Regions from separate parts of the Mus musculus genome. Here regions 1, 3 and 4 are each linked to region 2. A link is a contact called in public Hi-C and promoter capture Hi-C data. All regions are on one chromosome and are shown on one strand. Each heading gives the region's core, a stretch centred on a gene start, on an enhancer-like site or on the middle of the called end of the contact. The rest is flanking DNA. Distances are from core to core; before and after follow the strand shown. Region 1 has its middle 310 kb from the start of Gm40548. Region 2 holds the start of Flrt2 (fibronectin leucine rich transmembrane protein 2). Region 3 holds the start of Sel1l (sel-1 suppressor of lin-12-like (C. elegans)). Region 4 has its middle 31 kb from the start of Sel1l.

Region 1 (6,891 bases), core at 703-3,202, 3.4 Mb before region 2:
TGAAAGTCAGGTTGGTATTAGATATTCAACTTAATATATTTTAATGTGAACAACAACAAAATTTCTGAAATTCAGAAAAAGTCTCTAAAAATATGCTCCCCTGGAAAGGGGAATACTTCCTTCATCTTTATCTTGGCCTTAAGCTTGAAGCACATCCATGGGACACAGGTACTGTAAGTTGCTATCTTATTTTAGTTATTAGTTATGAATTGGATTTTCTCTCTATGAAGATTGTCTTAATCATGAAGATAAAACAAAAAAAAAAAGAAAGAAAGAAAATGACAGGGCTATGAGTAGTTTTCTGAAAGCTAGTACCCTGTTTGAATCTAAAAAAAAATACAATTCACAATAATAAAATTGGATATTTTCTGGTGCAGCTCAGAAACATTTGACTCTATAATGCCTTATCTGAAAAAATGCAGGGCCTGGAATGGTTCTAGCTACTAGATTCTATATATATATTTTTTCCTTTTACAAGATTTATCATGTGCCAGATATTGTGGCAAGCATATTGCATATCTTTCCACATTAAACTGACAGCAAACTTGAAAAGTATGTGTTATTTCTGTTTTGTGAAGGTTGAGTGGCGCTCAGTGTGTACCAAGATACTGTGGCTGACACATGACTTGAATTCTAGTTGTCTGACTCTAACGCTTGGGTTTATACTTGCACGAATCTAATATTACTATAAAGAAGTCTTCCATTTTGAGACAACATTTCAAGTACTCTGTTCTATAGTAGGTAAAAGTGTTTTGACATACGCCTGCAGCTTGAGGGGGAGCAGGGAACTTAAGGAAAATAGTCACAGTGCATAGCATATAAACTTAGGAATCATTACTAGAGGCACAGAAATACAACATTTTAGTTTTCTATAGCTCAATTCCATTTTGTTCTCAAGTTCCCCCAAGCTACCCAGGGCAGACAATGTATTTTATGGTGTTCTGCTATACTCAATCCCAACTAGTTCCATCTGCAGCCAAATCTAAGCAATGCTATTTTTTTTTCTATTTTTCTTTGTGTGTGTGTGTGTGTGTGTGTTTTTTTTTTTTTTTTTTTTTTTTTTTTTTTTTTTTTTTCTAGACAGGGTTTCTCTGTATAGCCCTAGCTGTCCTGGAACTCACTTTGTAGACCAGGCTGGCCTTGAACTCAGAAATCTGCCTGCCTTTGCCTCCCGAGTGCTGGGATTAAAGGAGTGTGCCACCATGCCCAGCTTAAGCAATGCTGTTTTAACAGCTACGTTCTGTTGAAGGGCAACTAAAGGTTGCTGGTACACCACTTTTATCCAACATTTTTCCTCCTCCTGGTGCCATTGCTTCTTTGAGGAGCTCTAAGTCTTACTCACAGAGTGGAAAGGCATCTCTGGCCAGTGTGATAATTTCCTGGTCCTTGTTGGTCTCTACTGGTAAAGGAACTCCTCTTACTTGGTTTATATCATAATGTTCTATCTGCTGTGGATAAATGAGCTTCACAAACAGAATCTTCTTTTTTTTCTCCCTTGCTCATTACATAAGTGTTAATTGTCACTTTAACAGAATCTAGAACTACCTAGGAGATGAGCATGTTGCTATGACTATTGGGGATGATCTTAATTGCACAAATTGAAGGGAGAAGTCCCATTTTAACAGTGTGTGAAATCATTTCCTGGGCAAGGGGATGCTGAACTGCAGAAACCAGAGAAATTGAGCTGAGTACTAGCATGCATGCTTCTCTCTCTGTTATTCTGTGCGACGGGCTGCTTCATGCTCCTGCCATGTTGACCTCCCCAGCACAGAACTTTGATGGAGAGAATAAACTCTCTCTCCTCCAGGCTTCTTCTCCCTCTCCTTCAGTTGCTTTTGTCAGAGAATTTGTTATAGCAATAGGAAAGTTAACGAAGATGTCACTGTGCGTGGAGTTCAGCGTCTTCTTTACCTTTCATTGGGTTGTATGAAACTACTGGATTTGCTGCCTTTGAGCTGGCCAGTGAAGGAATGAAGACTCTCTTAGCCTCTGTCTTTGCCTTAGCATCCCATAACTTCCTCAGTTGCTTCATCATTGCCTTGGATTGCTTTTCCTCCTGGCTTTCCACTGAAAGGCAGGGGGATCAGGGTCAGTGATGTACAGAAATGGCATTTAAACCTTGACTCATTCCTTTTCAATATTACTGTGCTCTGGTGTACAAGTCTTAGATGCCTACTTCCTATTCTACAGGTATTCTAGGTCAATTTCTGGGTTCTTTACTTTTATTAGGTAAAAATAATCCAGTGTGCTGACTTTCAGGAAACTCCCTTCTATTTTATGGAGATCTGCTTTCAGGAATATTGTTTAATTATGGGTCTATGGAAATGTACTTTGATGAAACAAAAGACTTAGAGTAATGGTTCCCTTCTTCTTGGCATGCTTATCCAGCCCTGGAAGCAATTACAAATGCCTTGACTATAATTTGTTGAATGGCAGCAATCCTTGGGGCAATTGGTAACAATTAAGAGTTCCAGGAATGACAGAGAACTCTGGTTCTACTGAGGCTTTTGTGAGCCTGCTGCAGTTTAAAGTTTTCACTGGACAGTGAATACTAAGCCCATGTTAATAACTTTTATATTTACCATTGCCTGTAAGTGTATTCATATGCTAATACTAAAAAAAATAAGCATTTAAAAGTACTGGATTTCAGGTTAATGCAGTTCCTACACGTGAGATCCTGTTTGTTTTCTGGAACACACTTTTTCCCTTTGGGTTTCCAGACACCGACTAGTCATAGGGGATTCCTGGACATATTTCTGTTGGTTGAAAAGTAGACTAGTATCAGGTTATCAGTTAGTGCTATGTCAACTACAAAAGCAAGATGGAAGAGACTTGGTACAATATTGAGTTGTGAGTTTCCTAGGGAAATATAAAAGAAATGAGTATTTTTCTCTGGGATTCCCAGAAGAACCTGAGAATGAATGGAAATATGTCACTGCTGGGAGTGGAAAGTGTGTGTGTGTGTGTGAGGGGGAGGAGGGGGGAGGTCAGGAGAATGTCTACAAAGTTCCAGAGACCTGAGATGTGACAGGCTCCCAGGATTCAGTGGGGGTGACCTTAGCTGAAATGCCCAACAGTGGGGAGATGGAACCTAAAGAGACCATGTCCGGTAGCTAGACAGAGCCCCTGGTGGAGGGATAGGGCCACCCACCCACACTCAATATTTTTGACTCAGAAGTGTTCCTGTCTAAAAGAAATTCAGGGACAGAAATGGAGCAGAGACTGAAGAAAAGGCCAACAAGCAATTAGCCCAACTTGTGATTCATCTCATGGGTGGGCAACAAACTCTGACATTATTACTGATGCTATGTTGTGCTTGCAGATAGGAGCCTACATGGCTGTTCTTTCAGAGGCTCTACCAGCAGCTGACTGAGACAGATGCAGATACTTACACCCAAACATTGGACTGAGTCTGGGGAACCCTATGGAAGGGTTAGGGGAATGATTGAAGGAGCTGAAAGGGATGGCATCCCCATAGGAAGACCAACAGTGTCAACTACCCTGGACCCCTGGGATCACCAAGAGATTAACCCATCAACCAAAGAGCATAAACTGGCTGGTCCGAAGCCCCCAGTATATATGTAGCAGAGGACTGACCTGTCTGGCCTCAGTCGGAGAGGATGTACCTAATCCTGTAAAGACTTGATGCCCCAGGTAAGGAGGCTGCCCAGTGGCAGGGAAGCACCCTCTCAGAGGCAAAGGGGAGGGAGGACGGGGTGAAGAATTCTGGGAAGGAAGACTGGGAGGGGGCCAAAAATAAAGCATATAATGCTCAAAAATAAAATAAAATAAAATGAACTTTCGAGAAAAAAATATTTGCTTCAAATGGAGGAGAAGCCAATAGACTAAAGAAAGATCCTGTCAAGTTGATATTGACAAATGCGTGCACAGGCAGATGAGTGACTTAGAGCAGCCATGCTCCCACATATCTCAGTCAATAGCTTAGCTCTTCTGTACTCAGTGGCATTGTACAAGAGAAAGATGTGGAAGAAGAGAATCTTGGAGACTCACTTTTTTTTCCATTTTTTATTAGGTATTTAGCTCATTTACATTTCCAATGCTATACCAAAAGTCCCCCATATCCACCCACCCCCACTCCCCTGCCCACCCACTCCCCCTTTTTGGCCCTGGTGTTCCCCTGTACTGGGGCATATAAAGTTTGCAAGTCCAATGGGCCTCTCTTTCCAGTGATGGCTGACTAGGCCATCTTTTGATATATATGCAGCTAGAGTCAAGAGCTCCGGGGTACTGGTTAGTTCATAATGTTGTTCCACCTATAGGGTTGCAGATCCCTTTAGCTCCTTGGCTACTTTCTCTAGCTCCTCCATTGGGAGCCCTGTGATCCATCCATTAGCTGACTGTGAGCATCCACTTCTGTGTTTGCTAGGCCCTGGCATAGTCTCACAAGAGACAGCTACATCTGGGTCCTTTCAATAAAATCTTGCTAGTGTATGCAATGGTGTCAGCGTTTGGATGCTGATTATGGGGTGGATCCCTGGATATGGCAGTCTCTACATGGTCCATCCTTTCATCTCAGCTCCAAACTTTGTCTCTGTAACTCCTTCCATGGGTGTTTTGTTCCCAAATCTAAGGAGGGGCATAGTGTCCTCACTTCAGTCTTCATTCTTCTTGAGTTTCATGTGTTTAGCAAATTATATCTTATATCTTGGGTATCCTAGGTTTGGGGCTAATATCCACTTATCAGTGAGTACATATTGTGTGAGTTTCTTTGTGAATGTGTTACCTCACTCAGGATGATGCCCTCCAGGTCCATCCATTTGGCTAGGAATTTCATAAATTCATTCTTTTTAATAGCTGAGTAGTATGGAGACTCACTTCTAAGGGGAGTATTATTACCTGTGTTCTCACTCTACTAAAGACTTAGATACCTGTTAAATAGTTGTGTTTCTTTTGTCATGATTGACTCTGGACCAAGGACTTCTGTAGGTAGGTTATTGCCTCTGCTTCAAAATGGTCATGGTTAAGTCAACCTTGGAGCAAACAACCATAATGCAAGTCTATTTTCAAAACTATATCTTTGCTGCAACAGTTAAGTAAATTTTCCTTTAAGGAGTCTAGGTTGTCTTCCAAAATCAGAGAAAGTGTTATTCCCTCTATTCTTACTTTGGTTTGAATGTAGCTTCCCCACATTGATGCTGGGTGTAAAACAGACTTTGGCTGACAGACTTAGGCCTGCTTTTATAAGGTTTATGAGCTAAGAGTTATGTTTGCATTTTAAAAGCTGAGCTAAAACAAAACAAAAGAATGGTAACATAGCAGAGATCAACCTGGCCTAAAAGTTGAAACTTTGTACTCTCCTTTGTAAAACAGTTGCCATCCTTTGTAGTAAACAACAGAAAGGCCTTGAACTCCAACGAACAGGAAAGACTTCATTCCCTTTGGAGTTGGATCTGAAGTTGTAATTCAGGTATTAAAAAAAAAAAAAAAAGAGAAGTAGTAGAAGAGAGAGCTTTACTCAATATTCCTGTCTGATGTCTGCAGAATTAAAAGCACCTTGGCTTCTTCTTACAATGGACTGATTATTTTCGAGGGTTACAGTAAATTTGGTATTATTCAGATGCAGCCAGAAAGGATAAATTGGTTCATTTTTGTTGTTGTTTATTTTGGATTGTTGGCTTCCTAAGCCCAAGGCGAGTGACTCTTGGATTTATACAGTGTATGAAACATTTTCAACACTTCAGAAAAGGAAAGAAACTCTCGCAAGACTTGGATACCTGAAATATAGTAATGATCCTTTCTTTCTCTATGACTTCAGAAAATCCAAGAACATTTGCTCAGAATAATCGAGATCAACCATTATAAATAAGTGATTTTTTTTAAGTAGGATTGCAGCCAAAGCTGCCCACTAAACCCTCTTGGGTCATTGATAATAATTAAGAGGCTGTACTTGTGGCTTCCTAGAGGGACCAAAATCAAGACTGTATTATGATTAAGCTTCTGCTTATGATATGTGCCAGTGAGCAAGATTTGTTTAAGTTGGCAGATTTTAGTGCTAGGGTGAATTTTTTTTTTTATTTTACGCCTCTAATTATGTTATGATTAAGTTACATCCACCGGAGTGTAATTATCTATTGCATAATACTTTTTATACGAGGGTCCCTAGAAATTTGTCACTTCAATAGTGCTGAGTGAGGGCTTGCTGTGCCTTCTTAATGATAAAACTTTCTTTGACACAGTTAGGTTTATCTTCTTTTCCCCAGGATCCTCTTAACAATCATTTTCAAAAGAATAAAATCCTAGCCTGAGCTGTTTATCTTGCAGATTGGGCTTTTCATCTGGCCCTTATGAATTCTGGGACAATCATGATCACACTGGGTCCCAAGTGAAGGAGAGCCACTCAGCTACAAGAGTGAGACACTTCACCAAGAGATGGCGGTGAGAATTTGTTTTCATTTTATGTTGCTTAGCTTTGAGTTGCTCTAGAGTCTCTCTCTCTCTCTCTCTCTCTCTCTCTCTCTCTCTCTCTCTCTCTCTCTCTCCCTCTCTCTCTCTCTCACACACACACACTTAACAATTGAAACTTTTTTTAGTTTACCATTTTTATTAATTCTTTGAGAATTTCTTTTTCCTTTTACTGAACATAGATTTTTGTTCTCACATGATCACAGTCAGCTATTGGATGGGTCACACGGCCCCTAATGGAGGAGCTAGAGAAATTACCCAAGGAGCTAAAGGGAACTGCAACCCTATAGGTGGAACAACAATATGAACTAACCAGTACCCGGGAGCTCTTGTCTTTAGCTGCATATGTATCAAAAGATGGCCTAGTCGGCCATCACTGCAAAGAGAGGCCCATTGGACTTGCAAACTTTATATGCCCCAGTTCAGGGGAACGCCAGGGCCAAAAAGGGGGAGTGGGTGGGTAGGGGA
Region 2 (7,062 bases), core at 188-2,687:
TAGAGGATGATAGGTTCTGGGGACACATATGCATAACTGCACAGAAGAATGGATATTTAAAGAACGGTGGAAATGCATATGTCCTAAATTGTGAGCTTTGCTGATTCAAGAACCAAAGGAGCTATTGCTATGCTCTGCTGCCACCTTGGCAAATCAGAAGGATTTACAACGGAATTCTTCAAGCTGAAGTCTGAGGCAGCTCCAGAGGCCTCTCAGGACTGCTGGGCTCAGATGGGCATTTGCAGTTTCTGCCATTCACATCGGGTTGGGTATATTGGGTCCGGAGGAGGCACCGATTCGGTGGTAAAGCGCGGTTTGCTCTCCCTTTTAAAATAACCCCTTTCAGCAATGCCTATTCCACTGTCTAACAGCTTCCTACTGAAGAATAGAGCCTGAGAAAAACAGTTGTACGTTTGTGCTCAGATCACAGTGTCTGGGCTCATTTGACAGAGAAAGCTACAGCAGAAGAGAACAGTTTTCTCAGGCCTGAGTTTCTTTTCTGGGTCAACAAGACGGGTTCTCTGCTTATTCAATTAACTTTCTGGAAGTTCTGAATGTATAGGCAAAGCTGTTCACTAAACCCAAGCCGGAATTTGTTCATTATATAATTAACCTGTTCCAAGGGAGCTGAGGAGACATTGTTAGTCAAATCGCCCTTAAAACTAACCTGATATATATCAAGCCCTGCTCCCCTATTTTTAATTTTTGCATTTGTATTCTTTTTTCCCCCTCTCTATGTTTATTCCACTCATGCCTTTCTCTTTAGGCTCGTTTACCCAATCACATACCAACTTCGTTCTTGTCTCTTTTCCACCCGGTCTTCAGGTGTTTTACTCTTTCTTATTTAACTGATGTCATTTAGTTGACACCAGCTTCTGATGGGTAGGAGGGAGGCCACTCTCCTTGCGGTTTCATTTAAATTTGGCAGGAGTGGGTGGGTCCCCTTCTCCATTCCTCTCGCACTGCACTTGAAACTCTGTTAAGAGTTAGAGCTTGATCAGAGATTTCTAAGTCTTCAAAGCGCAGCTGGGCAAGGAAATTATATGAGAGGCGGGGGACACAGAAGTAAAGGAATAAAAGCCAACTTTGCTGGCAACTTCAATAAATCCGGTAACTGGAGGTTAAAAAAAAAATAGATTGTGAGGGCTGGGTCTGGTCCGGATGAAACGTTAGGTTCCTTCCCATCTCCGAGTCTCTCTCGGAAAGCGCGCCACTGGCACCTTGCCACCCAAGTGCCCCTAGACAGCCACACGCCCACTGGAACTGCACGTGAACAAAGCTTTTGCCCGGAAAGCCAGCGTCTGTGGTTTCTCAGCGCAATCTAGCTTCTATCCGGAGTGTAGGGTGAACACAGGGTTAAGCCAGTTCCCTCCTCGATGGGAGGGAAAGGAGTGGGAGGTGAGCAAAGCTTTCTGTCTTGCCGGGTACCTTGCAGTTAGTTGTACATTTGAAAGCAGTCGCCATCACTTGTGAGTTTGGCGTCATCCATTGTCACCACCAAGGAATGTGCGCTGGGAGATAACACCAAGGGCAGTGCTTCTCAAACACGCAGAGAGCTCTTTCTCTCTCTGCTTCCAGGTGCGCTCTTATCTGGTCCTCTGTCCCAAGTTTCCAGAACGTGGAGGCAGCAGCGCAGAACCGGTCACCGCGTCCACTGAACCTCAGGACCAGACTGGCAGTTCTCAACGATGGGCAGGAGGGACCTCGGCGGCGACCCCTAAAACAATACCATGCCCGGGGAGTCCCTCTACTGCCGCTCTAGCTTCTTCCCTTTCCACCTCCCGGACCCGGTTGGATTCGGATGAGCTAAGGAGACAAGGCTGCCAGGTAAAAGGATTGCTGTGCCAGGTGAAATTTCTAGTGACTGCCCTAGCTTTCTTTACATGGCCACCACATTATTTGGACCCCCACTCCCTTTTGAACAAGTGGTGGGTGGTCACTAGGTGGGTGTTCTATGTTTTGTCTTTTTATCCGCAAAGAAAATGGGATTCTTTTTCTATCTACCCCGACTACTTGGGGACCCGGTGTGTATGTGTGTGTGTGTGTGGGGGGGGGGGGGGCTGCGCCTTCTACATTCAAGTCGATTCCAAGTCCTCTAGGGAGTTTTGTAACCGAGTTGTGGGTAAAATCGCTCATTTGCTACCTGCCAAAAGCATCGATCCTAAATGGAGTTTTCCAAATCCCCTAAGCTTAGAACAGCCTTTCATTTCCTTAGAATGCTTCTCTTAAGTCCGGTAAGTAACAACCCTCCATACCCATCTGGGTTGAATGCAAGAAGTGTTATTATCAAGCCTCAGTATCTCAAGCCCCTACCTGCCCTATGCCCGAAATCCGGGATCAATTCCCCACTAAATTGGGGATGCTAGTTCGTTTTCTTTCCAATCGCTCGTGATTTTTACAAGCCAAGGACCTTTCCTGCCCTGCTGTTGCACCAGAACTGGTAGTTCCATAGCTGGTGTAATTGTGCTTTCCTTACTGGTCAGGGATGGAAAAGTCCCCAGGAGATCCCGATACTGGGGAGTCCACTTTCCCTGCGTCCAGTGCCTGGGCTGCGGAGATAGGTCCTTCTATGCCCTCAGGCGCTGAATGCAGATACCCAGAGTAGTAAGGGGGACGGACCTATCCAGCTGCCCTAGAGCCTCCACTAGACTCTGGCCTCCTGGAAAAAGCCCTCCTCTGAGCTGAACAGCCCAGGGCTCTTACTGGAGTTTTGAGAGCTAGTGTGGTCACTTTTTCTTGTAATCTCTTCCATGATTAAGAAGCCCAGCTAGCTAAGTCTGTCTTGGAAGGGCTGGTCCCACACTTGCTATTTGGATAAATCATGTGGCCTGCCAGGCGCCTTGGGCGACCAGGGGCAGTTGTTCCTGAAGGCTATCAACATCACCACTCTTATCTTGGCACTTTACTTCGGAAGCTTCCAAGATGACTCTCACTATCTGTTCTCAAATTAAAGTCTCCATTGGAGCTCCATTCTCTCCTGGTTATTTGTAGGTTACACTTTGAGTTTGGAGAAAAGACAGACGAGGGTATGTCTATGTGTTTTCTAGCCTCCTTTGTATATATAAAGCACGGGGAAGGGTGGCAAGCTCTCTTGAACCCCAGTGGTGTGTGCCAATGTGAGAGAATGCCCGAGTCGCGGCGGGTTTGGGTGGATCCCTGTGTGGCTTGGGAGACAAATCGGGCGTTTCTCCAAGTCGCCTTACCAGGGTTTAAGAGCTCAAATCCATGAAGGTAGCAGACACAACAGCACTGCAAGGAAATAAAAACAATTGGGGAAGTGCTGCCAAGTGACTCAGACTTTGAACTGAGGACAAGGAGTGCGGTCTCGCTCGGGGGTTCCTCCGGAAACCATCTCCAGCGCGTTATAGCCAACGCCCCTGCCAAAGTTCTCAGCCCCCGGAGCAGAGGACATCTCTAGGGAGTTGGTCCAGGCCAGCTTTCAAGTTGTAAATCGCTTTTCCCGGGGCCCTACCCACGGTGCGCCTCTACAGCCTAACGCTAGGCGACGGCTTGCTCCCCCTCCCCCTTCTGTTAGTATTCCGCCGGTCTCCAGACTAGTTAAAACAGGACCACAACTTGCTGGAGACACGGGGACAGCAATGAATGGGGGAGCAAACCAGGCCACCATCCCCTTGCCAAAAGGGGGTGGGGGTGGATCAAATAAAGAGTCATGTCTCCCATTTCTTAGATTACCCTTTAACCTTTGCAAAGAGACTCGCAAGTGAGAAAGCTGTATCAATTGGACGTCCTAACTGTAGAGCTGGTTAGTCTTTGAAGCGGTCATTGTCAGTTGTCTATTGTAATTTATGGAGACAACTCATCTACGGAACATCTCTCTTTCCAGGAGCAGGCAGGGTAATGGGGGAAAGTAGATGTGTCTAAATATGATGCCACACTCTAATTTCTACAGTTAAAGTTTATGGAAGAAAGCTTGCTGAGTGGACCTTTGATAGACTGGGGGTGCAGCACATCCCCAATGTTGCCGGCGAGTGAAATAACGCCATTTTGGTTTGAGAGACTTGCTATATTTTTACCCTCTCATGTTACGTTTCGATCATTTCTGAGTCTAATAGCTCCTCTGGTGTAGACATACATCCAGAGGACTAGAGAAAGGATTTTTCATCTTTCAGAGAAGCTCCGGGTGTGTAGGGAGGACGCTTGAGGAAGCTTAGAGAGAGGGAGAGGAGCAGCGCTGGGTCAAGTTGGCATCCCTGGCAAAGCGGGGTGCACTTAACTCTCTCCAGGGAGGACAGGGTTAAAAGCCCCATCTGACTTCTCTTGGAAAGCTTAGAGTTGCTGCGGCTCCTCCCAAGCATTCTTTAAACCAGAGAAGTGGGAGGGACTCCGCAAGGGTGGGAGGGGAGGAGGGGAGCTGAGAAAGAGGGCTCCAAGAGGGGAGCGCGCCAGAACACGAGGGACCGAGGGAGAGGAGGGGCGCCCGAGGAGCCCAGCCGACTCCGCGAATTCATTACAGTAAACATTTCCCAAGAGGGAGGGGGTGTCAGGTGAGGGTGGGGGTGGAGACCTCGCTCCCAGCCTACATTAGCTGACCCGGTCGGATCAAGGCTGCAGTGTGGCTGGAGCAGCCTCCAGCCCCGCGCCCCGCAGACGCTGCACTTGGAGTCAGCCGCGCGCCCGCCCCCGCGCAGCCCGAACTGCACGCCCGGCTGCGCGTGGTCCGCGCCTTCTCTGCGACCGAGCTGGTTCCCCAAACCGACCCGCGTAGCCCTGGGTCTCTCGGCAGTCCGGGACTCGCTCGGACGCTCTTCACCGCCCTCTTAGATCGCCCTACTTTTGTCGGGGCGCCAGGCGGAGAGGGTGAGACTGAGGAGGGAAGACCGGAGCTGCGGCAGCAGACCGAGCCTAGAGAAAGTGGCATGCCCGACCCCTGGAGGCGGAGGTGTCGGAGGACGGGGGAAGAGGATGCCGCGGCTCCGTAGGGGACGTAGGCGACAGCAAGCGAGGCGAGCAGGGAGCTGGGGCGCCGGCAGGCTGCCGGGGGGCGCGCACCGCTCTGAAGCTCCAGCCTTTGCCTCCCGGGGCTCCGACGCAGCGGGAGACCGAGCTCGGTTCCAGCCACCGCCGCCGCCACCTGGAGGACCTAGCAAAAGTTTGGATCTTGGGGAGGAGGGCGCTGTGCTGAGAGGAATTACCAGCGGGGCTGGAAGGAGACCTGAAAATCCTTAGCAGGTAAACGCGCAGCCTTAACCGTGTCTCCCACTCTGGGCTTCCTTTCCTCGGAGAGCAGAGTTTTAGCTACATTTGACTCAAAGTAAGACCGAGGCCAAGTTCAAGGTCCCGGGGATGGGTATCCAGCGCAGGCAGTTGAACAGTCCTGTTAGCTGGGTGTGGGAGTGTGAGTGTGTGGCGGCGGCGGCGGGGTGGGGGGGTGGGGGAAGTGGGGGGGGGGAGGAGGTGGGTGTCTTGGTGTTTCTTCTTGCCAGATAGGCAGCTGTGCGAGAGTCGACCCCCTTCTCCCCCAGGAGTTCAGGAGAACCGTGGGCCCCAGCTGGTGTCTGATTTTGTATAGTTTGGAAATTTGGAATGTGTAGCCAGGGACTTTTAACTGCGCTTGAATCCAGAGAGGAGCTTGACGGATTTCAGTCACCTCCATCCTCCCCCCAACCCTCAGTTTTATTTCGGAAAAGAAGCTCACTCTACCTTGCCCCTTGCCCGCTTCTCTGAGCTCTCCCTGGATCTCTGATTTGGAGAAGGGAAGCAAAGTGGAAAATTGTCTTTCCCTGCATCCACATCCTCGGAGTCTTCCCTACTTTCTTTAACCTTCTTGTGTCATGAAAGCATGAACGATAAAATTCACATTTTCACTGAAGGGCAAAATAAAACGTGCTAGCCATTGGTAGTTTAAAATTACTCTGTGTGAGTATGGTAGCGGAATGAGTAGGGGGAGAGGGGATCTGGATATGTCCATAGTGCTGCCTGAGGTTACTGATGTTGTAGACAGCAGCCCCTTCCCCCCTTTTGGCCTGATGCTCAGTGATGTGGGGGAAGTGAGAATGGCCTCATGTGTGCAAGGAGGCTAGGGTACCAGAGGGAAGAGGCTCACACATTCTGAACAGCAGCCCTATGGTTTTCAGCTAATAAAATAGCTACTGCTCACTCCCAGGGCAAAGCGGATTCAGCACTACCATCACCCCCCACTCCCCCGTAAGGCCCTATAGAGTTTTGACACATCTCTTGGGGCCCTGCTCTCATCTTTATTATGATGATCACTATTAATTCTCCTGGAAACTCTTAGTACTTTCCCTGAATGAAAATCATCTCTCTGAGAGCTTCTGATTAGTTCTAATAGAGGGAATCTCCTATAAAGCTAACAGTAAACTAATCAAGCAAGCGCAAGGCGCAAATCCCTGTAAATGCTCCTACAGGAGTGCAAAGTGCTGATCAGATTTCTTTACATGCTGTGTCTGCTGTGCAAAACCTCTTCTAAATGGGAGCCATTGCTCCCCCATTCAGCCGGGAGTCTACTTAATCACGCCGGGTTCCAGGACCCTTAGAGCATGTCCACTAGCTTACAGGATTATTGCTAAATTTATTATGTCTAACTCCCCCCAGCCCAAAGCTAATATGAAGGATGCCTTCCATACCGGAGTGGGATTCTGTCTTAGTTCTACCTGGCATGACCTTATTAAATCTGCCAAGAAGTATCCACCCCCTCCCCCCAAACATTCTAAGGTAAATAGAATGCAGGGTTGGCATTTATACAAGCACTGTGTGATTGTTGCTGAATGAATATAAAATTCTAGGAAGGGATCTGAAATGTTAGAACTGGATTGTGTCTTATCTGCAAGGATATTTGCCAGATGCATGTAGCCGGCTGGCCACCATATTAGAGGAGAATTCATCTTTGGGGAATGTGCACACCCAGAAAAGTTGCCCATTCTTATGGTGTGTTATTGCCGCTGAATGTGGACAACTTTTCTCTCCTCATCTGTATTTTTTTGTGAAGCCTGAGAAGTAATCAAAGCAAGATAGGATCTAACCGTTTCAGGGTCTTTACTAATGACTGTTGACAGTGCGGCGCCCCACGCTCATGTGAAGTTG
Region 3 (7,037 bases), core at 68-2,567, 3.8 Mb before region 2:
AACCTCAAGCATAATGCTGGCAGTAAAGTGGTTACCATATGCTTGCCACATTTGAAAGGGTGTCTCCAAACACACCGGAGACAGCATTTTGGTCTAACTCGATTTTAGAAGTAGGATGACATTATGGCTTTCATTTACAACTAGAACGGAGGATCTGGGGATTCAAATAACCATCTGGGGAAATTCGGGTTTTTTTTTGTTTTTTTTTAAAGATGACATTTACATTTTGCAGTGTTCCAGAAAAAAGTATAAAGCCACCCAACAGCTGTCTTGTTAAGCGAAACTGATTAAAAATCTCAAAGTCTTCCAGGAGTCAATGTTTATTCACTCTAAAACATCCTAAGTACGTTTAAGAGAAACATTTCTAAGACAGTAAGTTTTCTGATATAGGCAGATCAAAACATTAAAAAAGAAAATCCTTTGCAAAGAGGTAATGTAAGTCAGCTAGTCGAAAAATCAATTTAAAAGCACACGGCTTTTTGTACCTACAGAAAAGGGCAACATTATTTTCTATTAATTTTGAAAGAACTAAGTCTGTCTCAAAACCCATAAATAAAATGACTATCTACAAACTCAAAGACCATGGACACCGTGGCAGAGGTCACATTTTTCCCAGGACGCGGGGGACAAGTGACTACAATTATATCAGAGTTTTTTCTTTTAAAAACCAGACTAACAGATCAGGTGTTGAGCAATTCCTCCACTGTCAACATCCTAGTCCGGATGAACCCTGCTCTGCACAAAAGTGACAGCTCCAGGTATGTCAACTGCAAACCCCAGCGTGTCCCAGAGCCTGTGCACACATCACCTACGTGAAGGTAGAGGAATCTCTGAGGGTCTAAGCCAGCCGTCAGGAATCCCCTCCTAATTGGGCAATTCCTAATTCGTCAGAAGTCACCTAAAGTTTGCTGCGTGGGAGAGGTGTGGGCAGGGTGACCAGCCCTTCCTTATGTCCAGTTTCCTAAGCACCCTCTTCGGCCCAGGCTAACCGATGCCCAAGGCAAGAGCGAGTGACAGTCAGGGCGAGCAGTGCCCGAGACCGCTGAGCCCCGTGGCCCTGTCTCCACCGCGGTCGGGGGGCGGTGGCTCGGGGCCTGCTGCCCGAGGCTCGATACTGACCCGAGGTCGCGGCTGCCGAGCCCAGGAGCACCGCGCAGAGCAGCAGCAACGACAGCCTGACGCGGACCTGCATCCTGCTCTCGAAGGTCGAGAGCCCTCGCCGTCGCCGTCGCCGTCGCCGCGACCAACTCAGCCGCTGCCTCTGTGCCGCCGCCTCGCAGCCGCTCTTCCTGCTCAGGTTCCTTCTTCGCCCCTTCCCAGGCCTCCCTGGCCCAGAGCGCAGCCAATCCGCGCCCGCCGCTCCGTCCTCCTTGGCCAATGGCCGTGATCGCCCCACCCCACACATAGTCACGCCCCCTATGTCATCTTTTAGCCAATCATTGTGTACAGTTGTCATACCAGCTTTCCCGGTTGGACCACGGCCTCACCGACATGGCCCCAGCTAATTGGTAGCGCCTGAATCAGCGGCTCGAAGGCGGGGGAACCCTCATCCAGGACTACAACTCCCACCATGCACCGCACTAGATTTTTCTCGGCCGATGCTCTTGGGAGATGCAGTTTAGCATAAAGTCAGGTTAGAAGCCGCAGGTGGCTGAGGGCATAAGGAGTTTCAAGAAAATGATTCACTGGACTCTTGCGTTTGAACCAGAATAATTATCAAGGAACAGATATCAAACGGTTAAGAACTTGCAAGGTTGCTAAGTATTTCTTTTTAATTATTTTGAGAACTTGAACTGGACATGATATGAACGCTGAGAAATAAGCTATACCTGAACTGAAAATTTTAAATATTTAGTTAAAAAAAATACTTAAGTCTTAAAAAAAAAAAGCTTAGGTGAAGCAATACGTGAAGTTTACAGAGCCAGCAGTACAAGACAATGCCGCTTGTCATTTCCCTAATAAAACAAAAGGGAAGAAATTCCTACCAGTGGAGATTAGTTCAGCTCCTGTGATTGTTTTCACTAAGGCTTCCATATATATTAGCCACTCAATAAATGTTCTAACAGCTCTCCCAAACCCTTCAAACACTGGTCCTCATTCTTCTCTAGTGAAATATTGCAATGCTCTCTTTTTCCTTGACCAGAAAAGGGATTAGATGGTTTGTGTGGCCACAGAGGTGAGAGCCAAGGCACTTCAGGGATTGCAATAGTTATGTAGTAAGTACCGATGCACGCACAATCCCTTTGAGTGGCAGGGCAGCATCTTGATGCTTTTCAGTCTTCTTAATCAAATTGAATCCTTCTAAGATTTATTTTCCAGCACTGCATACAGAACTCAGCAGGGGGTTAGGGGGGAAAGTCTTTCCTGTCTCAGTGTCTTGACTTCTCTGAACACTTGTTTTCTATCTTTTTTGGCAGTCATTATTTTTAGGAAGATGTTAAAAAATTAGCTGCTGTACGTTTGCATCAGAGGGCATGGGGAACAGTTTCCCCCATGCCCCCCAACACCCCCTCAGTGTGTGTGTGTGCGTGCACCATGCGCATAAAGGTGTATAGGATGGAGGTTAATGTCAGGGTTCGTTCTCAATTGATCTCTACCTTCTCCACCTTATTTTTTGAGACAAGGTCTCAACATGGGCCTTGTTGATTCATCTAGCCAAACCCTGGTTTAACTAGGATGTCCCAAGGATTCTCATGTCTGCTCTGCCACAGTAATGGGATTCCAGGCCCATGCTGCTGTGCTTGCTTTTAAAAAACCTGGGTTCTGAAGGATGGAGCTAAGGTCCTCAATATTAGATCTCAGGGTGTCTGAATATTCAGAAATGAGCTCCAGCTGGACCACAGGAGGACTTCTGGTGGGTTGATAAAAGCCAGCATTCTTCAGAAACTTGTGAAATTGCTTTCCATCTGCCAAAAGGAATCATTTCTCATACCTCTGGCAGAAGTGACATACGGCTCTCCATTGACCTGGACCTGTGGCTGTATAGGAAAGCCTATGCCAGCCTCTAGGCGCTCTCAGTCTCTGCTCACAAGTACTTGTTGTACATTCCAAAGCTCTCTCATTGGTCTCTTGGCCCTTCCCTCCCAGAAGCTACTCACCCTCCTTATAGCTCACTATTCTCTACTCTTCCTGCAGGCACCCCAACCCTTATTATTCTCCCCGTCTGCCATCTCTTGCTGTCTCCAAGATTCTCTTCCTCTGTCCTGCTTTCCTAGGCCAGGCCATACACAGCCTGCTTCCCTTTCTGTTCTGGACTCTTCTAGATGCATCTGGCTGTTTTCCTGCTTATATAAACAACTAAAACCTTAACCTTATCATGGAGTGGTCATGTTGGCTGTTTCTTTACTAACAATCTGGATATATCTATATCTGTATATGTGTATATAGATAGATATAGATATAGATATATAACTATATATCTCTATGTGTCTCCAATAAAGATTTTGGGTGAGCCAGACTGAGGGTGAGAGCATGGGAGAGCTGGCTCTTACTGTTGTCTCCTGTGTGGTGGTGTGGATGAGGGAGAAATGGCTTCCTCCCCCCTCATCCATTGATAACTATGGCAGTTGGAAGAGCTGGCTCTGGAGTCACGAGAGTGGGAGAACTGGCCCTGTCCCTCATCAGCTGCAACACTTGGAAAAGTGGGTCCTGCCCTTTATCTGGGCAGCATAGTAGAGCTGGTCCTGACAGCATGGGTGTGGATGACCCAGACCTGAGGACATGAGAGCAGGAGACCTGGCTTTGCCCTTTGCTGGCTACAGCATTGGATGGACCAGCCAGGGCAAGATAGGAGAGCTCATCTGGGTGGTGTGGGTGCAGGAGAGCTGGCAGGCTGACCAGCTAGCTACCACTCAGACCCAGATCCAGGGCTTTGAAATTGCCCACTGCAACATCTACCCTATCAGTGAACTGCTGGAGTGCATAAAGAAGCCAGTCCTACAGATCCAAAACTACGGGATCTCCATGACACAGGGCAACAACAGGATGCCTGAAAGGAGTCCCAGTGAAGTTCCAGTATTGATGGTGTAGCAGAAGCCAGAGGCTTCAAACCAGACCACCGACTCATTGCGATGAACATTTGCAAGCAAAGCAGTGTGGACAAAAGGGTATGCTGTGGGGCACACTGTGACACACTACAGCTACCACAATGATTTTTTTTCCTCTGTTGGGAGGAGAGGTCACAAGGGTGGAGGGCAGGTATGAGGGGAGTGGGAGGGGAGTGGGATTGGAGTGCATGATGTGAAATTTCTAAAGAAGTGGGGAGAGAAAATGCCTCCATAAAATCAGGCTGTAGGCAGGTCTGTAAGGAATTTCTTAATTAGTAATTGATTGGGAAGAGCCCAGCCTACAGTGGGTAGTGCTATCCTTGGACTGGTATTTGTGGGTTCTATAAGAAAGCAGGCTGAGCAAGCCGTGAGGAGGGAGCCAGTAAGCAGCATACCCCATGGCCTCTGAATCAGCTCCTGCCTCCAGGTTCCTGCCCTGTTTGAGTTCCTGTCCAGACTTCTCTCCTTCAATGATGAACAGTGATATGGAAGTGTAAGCCAAATAAACCCTTTCCTCCCCAATTTTCCTTTGGTTATGGTGTCTTATTGCAGCAGTAGGAACCCTAACACCCACTGTTTTGAAACTAGAGAATAAAATAACGGTTTATTTTCCTACCTTTTATCTTACCTATTATCAAGTCTAGTCCTTTTGAACCATGTAATTACTATTAAAATATACTTTCACTAATAATTAATTTGCCAGCAGCGTGCTTTTTTATGACATTTAACTATTTTGATATTGTGTTGTGTTACTTCATATTATTGAATTACTCATAGTATTGTATGATTTGTTTTGTTTTGTTTTGTTTTGTTTTCCTTTCTCCCTAGAAACTCCCTTATTGGCCCTCATGTTCTCTTCCCTGGATGCACCTGAATCCTAGTAGCCATATTTACCCATGCCAGCCTCCCTCCACTCTAACCTAAGACACAGACAGTGGCTATGTTTCCTTAAACATCCCTTTCATATATCTGTTTGAAGTTTTCATCAGCTTCTCTTTTAACACAAAATATTTAGAACTTCCTTTACTTATAAACCAGGAATCTGTGTTCAAAGTTCTCTTTTGGGGAAGAAACTTCTGCTTCCCACGCAGGAAACAGTGGTTATCTAATGACTAAGACTGGAGAGTTCTCACTCCTAGTGGTTTTCCCCTCACTTTTTACTTTTTTTTTTTTTTTTTTTTTTTTAGTATTTTAAAGATTTATTTATTTAATGTATATGGGTATGCTGTTTCCACACACACCAGAAGAGGGCATCAGAACCCACTATAGATGATTGTGAATCACCATGTGGTTGCTGGGAATTGAACTCAGGACCTCTGGAAGAGCAGCCAGTACTCTTAACCACTGAGCCATCTCTCCAGCCCCTCGCTTACGTTTTTTTTTTTTTTTTTTTTAATGGTACATTGTGTGAGATTCTAGTATATGTATACATTTTGGATAGCTAGGTCAAATCAATGTCTCTGCCTATCACTGGCTTCTTCTTGGGGTGATTATCTTTCAGAGATTGACATTTGTCCTTAAGATGCATACATGTGTTGCAAACAATGAAATTTTCCTCTTTTTCGCTTACGGTTTTTACGGAGTGCTTTATGCTGTTAGAGCCCTGGTTAGCTGCTACACAGATGGAGTTCTGCTTCTTTTCATCTGCCTTGCAGATTTCTACCTTAATACCATCCTCTGTGCTTTCCCGTCTCTTTACCTTCTTCCCGGAGACCCTTATTGTTCTTTTGCTCAAGCTTGGCATCCTTCCCAATTTTACATGAATCTCTTCTTTGCTGAGACTTTTTCAACTAGCGCTTTCCTCATTCCTAGTTATGGCTCTAGATATCCCTCAGCTGTTTTCAATCTGGCCCTTTAAATGGATTTAAACTTGCTAAGATCAGCCATCATTTGTATGACTCCTCGTGTTGGCATTGCCCTCAACTAACACTAGATAGTTGTTGATCAATAGATGTACTTGTCAGGTGTACAGTTTCCAAATTCAGAGAGAAAGTGCTTTCTATATTGTGCCATGTTTAACTAATGTTACTGTTTCTTGCAGATTGTTTATAAGGGGTAGAAGGAAATTCATTTTAGTCCCTTGATTTGGAAAGGTCTACAGTTGGTAGAATTTTTTACCACTAGCCAGCAATGTATAACTGACCTGTTTTGAAAATGCTAACAGGACCTTGACTTCCTGGGTAAACTTGACATTTTCAGAGTAGGGTCAGGACTGTGGGAAAATCAGATTTATTTGGTCAGCCTGCTGCCTTGAATGATGTTTAGTTGAGGGGTGGAAAGGCTGTGAATTCTCAGTGGTCTTATCCAGTCTGAGCACATGTTCCTCCAGGTTCCCAGCCAGCATCCCCAGTTAAGGTTAGGTACTTCTTGTGCTTGCACATGGTGATAATGCTATTATTTGTCAGTCCATAGTATTTGCTCAGCTGTCTCCATTCTGTCTGGCCCCTATTAGTTTTCTAACTTACTGTTGTAGACTGCCAAGTTTCAGAGAACCTGTTTGCTCTTTATGACAACGCGACACAAAACCTGAAAGAGGGCAATAAGTCAACGGGTGACCTCTTACCACTCAGCTTACTTTTCCCTTACGCATGGTGGGACAGCTCCTAGCTTTATCCTGAGAGTGGAGTGGCTGTCATCAGCTCTTAGAGGCTTATATCCTTTCCTATGCTAAGGGAGCTGTTTGAGCTGGTAACGTACACAGGTTGCTCACATTTGTATTGCGGTGTCTGCCAAGGACGGATTAGGGAGAGAGAAACAGGATATGTTCTCAGAACTTAGAAGACAAAGTACTTTCTTTGATGTAGCTGAAGCACATTAAAGTAATTTTTCACGTGTTTGTTTTTCATCCATAAATAAAGTATAAATCCAATAAGTAGTAACCAGATCCGAGGGCATACCATGATCTTCATTTACATTCTGAGCTATTAACTTGAACAATGGCTTTCTACCTCATCATATCCCTCATAGCGTGGGGACAGCATCTGGAAGGTA
Region 4 (6,982 bases), core at 1,124-3,623, 3.8 Mb before region 2:
GGCTACTGCTGGCCACCACGCATAAGTTTGGACAAACAACCAATGTGTACATATGCTGTAAAGTTTTTTGCAAAGACACTGCCTGGCCCGGGCATGATAATGAGGCTTTGGGAGTATAACCAATCAGATGTGAGACATGCAAATGAGGTATGATAATGAGGCTCTGTGAGGTACAGAGAGAGAGAGAGTAGCCAATCAGATGAGGAACATGCAAATGAGGCTTAGTGCATAACCAATCCGGGTGTGAGACACGCCTCTCCTAGGCCTATATAAGCAGCACCAGTTCTGGACTCGGGGTCTCTTTGCCTCTGCAATCAAGCTCTCCCAATAAACGTGTGCAGAAGGATCCTGTTGCAGCCGGACTGCTGACCAGTCCAGCGCGCGCAAGACGGTAGGCTAAGTCAGAAGCTATTCCTGAGTGAGCATGATGTGTGCGCTATTGAGCGAGGGCTCTATTCAGCCGTCACTGTGGCAAAACGCCTGAAACAATCAACTTAAACGTAAGAAAGGTTTCTTTTGCTTCATGGTTTTGGAGGACACCATTTTATCTCATGACAGTTGGGAAACAAAGAAAGGGATGAGAAGGGGCTAAGGTTTCAATATGTCCTTCTAGGGCAAATGGAGCCATCTTTCAAGAATGTGGTTCCAGTCCCCCAACTTCCTACAGCTATGTCCCTCTTCTCAAAGTTCTACCACTTATGAATAGCATCCCAGGCTAGCACAAACCTTTATTTGATACATAGGTCTTCAGGGGGCATTTCAGATTCAAAGGACAGCAGTGACTAGTCACCGTGGGTGAGACACCAGAGAAACAGCTTAGAGGAAATCACAGTTTGCTATAATGGGAGATGTACATGCTTGGGCTTGAGATGTGCCTGGACTTCAATGTCAGCTCTTCCACTTGCTCTCTTTGGAGATGAACAAGCTAACTTCCTGTTCTTTCATCCATAACACATTAATAGAATTTCGCAAATATGACCTATAATGGTTAAGTGGAGTAAGAAACATTTTTTAGATATTATAGACACCCAGAGTGCTGCCTATTTTATTGCCATCAATTCTAATGATTACTGGTAAAGACCTACACAGGTTTTTAAAAAAAAAAAAAAAAAAAAAAAAAAAAAAAAAAAAAAAAAGAGCGCTTCAGATGATGCTACACCTCATATTGCCACGAGGGGGCAGCATGAGCTCACTGTTTGAATTAACTTTCTACACAGATGGCTCACAGTGTTCAACATAACACAGCTCTCCTTGGGTAGTATGAGTTTAACATATTTAGAGGCTTAAGCAGCTTAGTCTAATATTTTAAAAATGGCAGATTCTAACCTCCAGGCTTCCATTCAGCTGGGTATCGATGGGAGCAACCTATTAAACATTCACCATCCCAGATGTTGAAAATATTACCGAAACGAGAACTCAGCTGGATTTGATTGTTTTCAGTCTTAAACATTAATCCAGGTTATCTAAAAACATGAGGCTGTCTTTGGGCACGGAGACTTTCATGTAGAGTTGGCCAAGATGTTAAACTTAGGCCTCTCGGTAGCGAGGGTGAGTTCATCTAAATTCTAAACCTTGCTTAGCTCCGCAGGAAACATGGTGGTAAGGAGAGGATGCGCATGGGCTTCCTTTTGTAGGTTCTTGGGATGCTGTGTTAGAAAAAAGAGGCGGAGGGAGAGGAAGACAGAAATGGGAGGTTTGAGGGAGGCAGAGGATAAAACGGTAAGGTATGAGCTTTGTCAGATTTCTAACTGAAAAGCAGCAGAGAATAAAGCAGAAGTGTTTCCAGGCAACAGAGTAGGATCTGCTTATGTTTGCTTGAGGCGCGCTGACCTCCAACCCCTTTAAGTCCCTTCACTGGAGAGTCCCAGCCCTACCCCGTGGTTGACGGACAGGGCTCTGTTAATATCTCCCGCTGGGGAACACTTATATCTGGGCTTCTAAACCTTCATGCTACGACACACAGGTATGTTACTGAGAACTTTAAGGAGTCTGTCAGAGGCAATTTTCTTTTACTATGAATCTCGGCTAGAAATGAGCAAGGTTATAGCTTGCTTTATCGTCCCGCGAGTCATGCTAACTTAATTTTGCCCCTTTACTGTGCTAGAAAGGCAGAAAATCGTCTGGATCGATGTGCACTTCTTGTTCTGGAGATGGTGGTGGGGCCAGGGTGATGTAAGGGTGTCAGTATGTGTCCAGGAAGGTCCTTTAAATTCATGACATTATCTGACCGCACAGGCATCTCTGGGGATGCCTGCTATTCGTTTAGCCCCTGGTTGCAGCTTATTTAGCTTGCAGAAGGGAAAGCCATTCTCTTACAGTTTGAAACTCATTAGCCCCTTGCTCTGCCTCCTGGCCCTGGATGAGGGGGTGGGTGCGGTTCATGAATCATTCCTTTATACCGGAGTTCAGCGAAATCTATGAGTCATGTATGCCTACGAACATTCTGTCCCAGAAACGCCAGGCAGCCACCATCTCTTTGCGTCTTACGGTCTCTTAGGTGCTTCCCAAGAAAAGAACATCACTCTTGCTTTCACATATCTAACAGCTGCCTGGGGGTGCGAGGCCTCCTTGGGGTCAGTCCAGTGAATCCTTAGGTCAGCAACCTTGCTCCACACTCTCTCTGCTTCCCAGAATTCTCGCTCTTTTTGTGCACAATTTGTCCGTAAAAACCTGCCCCTCAAATTCTCTCCATTGCACCTAAATGCCTCACCTTTTGGAAGTAACAAAATCCCGAACGACTTTTCCAGGCTGTTTGCTGCTCTCCCTGCTGTGTCTCTCTGCTTCCCTACAAAACAGCCTGGGCTTCGGGCTGGATGAGGGAAGAGCAGGAGGAGGGGGAGAGCAAGCACAAGAACAATAAAAGTTCCTATTGTAGCCATGCTCCCCTGCCACACCTATAATAAAACACCCGTGATTTATCTTTTTTATGAATTGGAGTGGTTTCAAGGTGAGCCTCGAGAGACAACTTCCATCTTCCTCTTCTTTTGATAACAGCAAAGAACAAAATGAAAATATTGATTAAAATTTATTTATTAACCTAGAGGAAAGATTTGAGACAACCTAAATAAATGTAACAAAAATCCCACAAAATTTAAAGCAATGGAATAAAAACTGATATCCATAAAAGGACAAAGAAAATTTGAGCATAGAAACATTGGCTGCCAGCAGAGTCTGGTGTAGGCTGGTATCATTGCCTGCTTTGGATGTTAAGGTGGAGGATTCTCAATTAAAATCTATCCAGGGGAACTAACTGAGACCCTGTTCAAATATATATTCATATATATATTTAAAATCTATCTAAGATATAATATATATGTATGTACACACATATATGTATATACATATATATACCCCATACATAACATATATAAATATCACATTGGGGACATAGCACAGTGGGAGAGCACTTGCTGGCTTGTCAGCATATGTGAGGTGTCTTAGTTTGGGTTTTACTGGTGTGAATAGAGACCATGACCAAGGCAACTCTTATAAAGAACAACATTTAATTGGGGATGGCTTCCAGGTTCAGAGGTCCAGTCGATTATCATCTAGGCAGGAACATGGCAGCATCCAGGTAGGCATGACACTGGAAAAGCTGAGAGTTCTCCATCTTCCAGAGGAAGCTAGAGAAAATATGGGCGTTCTTCAGAATGTTACATCTAGAACTACCAGATGAGCTCACAAATCCACTCTAGATATCTACCCAAAAGAACTGGAGAGAGGCCACTGCAGGGTTAGTCACAACAGCCAAGTTGTGGAAACAACCCCAGCGCCCACCGTGAGTGGGTAAAGAAAACATGACATAGACAAACAACGAATTATGTTGTGCTGTGTTCATCAGCAAAGACTAATCTGGAGGAAATAAGCCATCCACCGAAGGATGCACATGCTGACGTCAAGTATGCGCGCGAGGCATGAAAAATAGTCAAGTGTGTGGATGTGGCGAACACAGAGAGAACCACCAGGGGCAGGAGGGAGAGGGGAAGTGGGCGTGGCTATCCTAGGAGCATAAGGTTTCAGTGATGGGAGGGGGTTAATCTTGAGATCTGGGTCACAATGCATTACCCGGAGGTAGTGCACACCACGTACGGCGAGTTTCAAAGGACAGACCATATGTTAAGTGTTTCTAACCTAATAGAGAAAAGAACAAAAGCTTCAAGGGATGCTGCAGTTCTAAGAACTTCTCGGAGGGAACTACAAGCACACAAAACCTCTTCAGGTGTGAACTGCAGTGGGAACACAGTCTTGCTAAATACAGCCGGTGAGCACCGATTCCGTCAGAGTGAACAGTGAGCTCTGAGCTGCTATGGGGATAATGTTTGATGAACAGAATGAGACTGTTACAAACCGAGACAATGTAAGCGTGCAACGTAATTATAAACACAAGAAGGTCCAGAAGAAAGGACAGCGGATGCCATTTATTATTCCCTTTTTGGGGAATGTGTGGCATGCACTTATGTGCGTGCATGTTTGTGTGTGCACACGTATCTGGAGGCTAGATGGAGGTGGACGTTGGATATTCTTCTTAGTCACTTTCCATCGTAGTTTTTGAGACAAGGTCTCTTATTGAACATGAAGTTTATCGGTTGTACAGAGTGGCTGCCCAGCAAGCTCCAGGGATTTTCTTGTCTTCATTCCTTCCCTCCCTAGCGCTGGGGTGATAAATGTAGACTTCCACCCTGGGCTTTCCTGTGAGTGCTGGATGTCGAAGCTCAGCTCCTCAAAGAGCAAAGCCTCCTGCGTCCCAGTCTGGCCTTGAACTCATTATGTAGCTAGGGATGACCTTGAACTCCAGATTCTTCTGCAGGAACCTTCCAAGTACTGAGATCATGGGCCACAAATAGGTTTATGCCACAGGAGGACCGAGCTCAGGGCTTTGTGCATGCTAAGCAAGAACTCTCCAAAGTGAGCTGCGACTCCAGGAAATGTGACTCTGAATCTTCAACCTTCATAGCAAGCAGCAGGAAGTCCTAAGAAGAGTCCTTACCAAAATAACTAGATTTCACAAAATACCAACCCTCTAGTGTTTTAAAAACTCGCTTCTTAACCGCAGAGGTATCTTTTAAATATTAAAACGTGGGGAAGCATGTATTTGAAACTCAACGGTTTCTTTAATGTTACTGTAATTTCTTTTTTTTTTTTTTTTACTTCTTTTAAAGCCAAAGTAGATTTAAAATCAGTATTTTTTTAAATGAAAACTAAACTGCTTATATAAGTATAAGCCATTTTTTGTACATGAAATTTTCTCCCCCCCCCCTTTTGGCTCTTAACTTTCTCTATTGCTATACTGAACTATGAAAAGCTATGTGGGATCATTTCAGTCTAATATGAACAGGAATTATTCATGGTTTAGATTCTTGCCTATTACATTTGACTTGGTGATTTTTCTGCACTAAAATATTTATAATAGAATGTATTTGGGGGTGTGTGCATGCATGTGCTTGTGGAATCCCAAGGCTGATATTCGTAGTCTTCCTCAATTACTTTTCCACTTGAGTTGCTGTTGCTGTTGTTGTTGTTGTTGTTTTGAGTCAGGGTCTGCTATTCAATCTGTAGCTCATAAGCTGGCTGGACTATCTGGCTAGTAAGTCCTAGGCATCCTTCTGTCTTCATCTTTGCAGGTCTAGCTAGGTATTGGGGATCTAGACTCAGGACCTCGTGCTTTCACAGCAAGTGCTTTAACTACTGTACAATTCCTCCATTCCTAGGAATGCATTGTTTTACACACACAAGGAACTTAAAAACACAAGCCTTCTTCGGGGAAAAAAAAAAAAAACCAGAGCAAAACTGGGCGTGGTGGTGCACACCTCTAATACCAGTGCCTGAGTGGTTGAGGCAGGAGGATCAGATCATCCTTGGCTATATAGTGAGGTTAAGGCCAGCATTGGCTACAAGAGACTCTGTCTCAAACAAAACAAAACAAATATACAAACCAAACCCAAAATAAAACATTCCTCAAACACCAAAAAAACACAGACGAGTAAATATATAAATAAGTACTGGAAATGATCATGACAAGCGACGAGTGGTGGCCAGTTCTGGAGAGGGCACAACTGGATAATTGTTAGATTTCTTTTTCACTTTGTCCCTTTAGTTTGCAAAAAGTATTTGCAGAGCACGCTGGGGAGACAGTTCTGTGGGCGAGGACCCTTTTTGCCAAGCCCCATAACCTGAGTTCAAATCCCAGGGACCACATTGTGGAAGGAAAGATCCGAATCCTGCAGTTGTCCTCTGATTGCCACTCAGGTGCTATGACATACTTGCACGCACATGCAAACATGTGCATGTGCATACACATACATGCACACACTCACACACATACACTCAAAACTGTTAAAAATTGTAGATAGGAAAAAATAAAAAAGATATATAGAGTATCATCTGTATTGTACCAATTGGACTGCAATCCTGTATCCAGGCTGCTTAAGATACCCAAGGACAGGTTGTAAAGGCGAGTGACTGGGCAGAGTGGTCTCCTGGATCTGTAGTACTTAGCGGGCTGTGTGGCAGGCTGGTGTGGCACATGGCCACGCTCAGGTGGTCAAAGAGAAAATTGACAGTGTCTGTTAGTAACTCCAGGCTTCTTTCAAGGGTCTGTGAGAAACGAGAGAACAGCAAGAGCCATTCATCACTGCATACCCGCAACGGTGACCCACTCAGTGTTTTCTTGCAAGCCTAACACCTAGTAAAGTCTGAGAACGTTTATAGGTGTTAGTTTTTTCCCCATTGAACCGGGATGAAATTTTTATTCTACTTATTAAGCATCCAACCAAGATGGAAGTATGTTCATGAGAACTAATGAAACAATAATAATTTTAAGGCAAAATTTTGAGAAGCATATGGCGCATTCATAGGAAGAGGATATGGAATTCAGACAACAGGAGAGAGTGAAGAGAATCAACATGGTTGCTAATTTGCTGTATGATAGTGATGTCCTATCCATACCTACTCCTCGCCTGCCCTTGGAACCCAGAGACCGGGA

The links. Promoter capture Hi-C pulls out the DNA fragments that hold promoters and counts their contacts. Hi-C and Micro-C count contacts between places; a contact is called where the count stands out from the background.
Region 1: a contact with region 2 is called in a promoter capture Hi-C map of second pharyngeal arch cranial neural crest. The contact joins the enhancer-like site here to the promoter of Flrt2 in region 2. A contact is called at or near these places in 5 of 39 promoter capture datasets (cranial neural crest, frontonasal cranial neural crest, hippocampal neurons and 2 more), 17 of 484 Hi-C or Micro-C datasets (cerebellar granule neurons, cerebellum, cerebral cortex and 8 more) and 4 of 115 datasets of contacts at active chromatin or transcription factors (astrocytes, embryonic forebrain, forebrain and 1 more).
Region 3: a contact with region 2 is called in a promoter capture Hi-C map of cranial neural crest. The contact joins the promoter of Sel1l here to the promoter of Flrt2 in region 2.
Region 4: a Hi-C map of cerebral cortex shows a contact between it and region 2, with 6 times the contacts expected there. The contact joins the enhancer-like site here to the promoter of Flrt2 in region 2. A contact is called at or near these places in 3 of 39 promoter capture datasets (frontonasal cranial neural crest, hippocampal neurons and second pharyngeal arch cranial neural crest), 10 of 484 Hi-C or Micro-C datasets (adipose-derived mesenchymal stem cells, cerebral cortex, cortical neurons and 5 more) and 1 of 115 datasets of contacts at active chromatin or transcription factors (embryonic forebrain).

What each region holds. Positions count from the first base shown.
Region 1 is chr12:92,305,854-92,312,744 of GRCm38.p6, forward strand. No RefSeq gene overlaps it. Among named protein-coding and RNA genes, the nearest start is that of Gm40548, 310 kb to the left of the region's middle. Within about 2 kb of position 1,953, at least 3 of the 459 cell types and tissues checked have an H3K27ac peak or open chromatin away from gene starts, as enhancers often do. A contact at or near this core is called in second pharyngeal arch cranial neural crest, where this site is marked.
Region 2 is chr12:95,690,789-95,697,850 of GRCm38.p6, forward strand. It overlaps Flrt2 (fibronectin leucine rich transmembrane protein 2), which reads left to right and starts at 1,438. Exons shown (of 2, transcript NM_201518.4): 1 at 1,438-1,827.
Region 3 is chr12:91,847,840-91,854,876 of GRCm38.p6, forward strand. It overlaps Sel1l (sel-1 suppressor of lin-12-like (C. elegans)), which reads right to left and starts at 1,318. Exons shown (of 21, transcript NM_001039089.1): 1 at 1,120-1,318. The coding sequence starts at 1,192.
Region 4 is chr12:91,876,633-91,883,614 of GRCm38.p6, forward strand. No RefSeq gene overlaps it. Among named protein-coding and RNA genes, the nearest start is that of Sel1l, 31 kb to the left of the region's middle. Within about 2 kb of position 2,374, at least 48 of the 459 cell types and tissues checked have an H3K27ac peak or open chromatin away from gene starts, as enhancers often do. A contact at or near this core is called in adipose-derived mesenchymal stem cells, cerebral cortex, hippocampal neurons and 1 more, where this site is marked.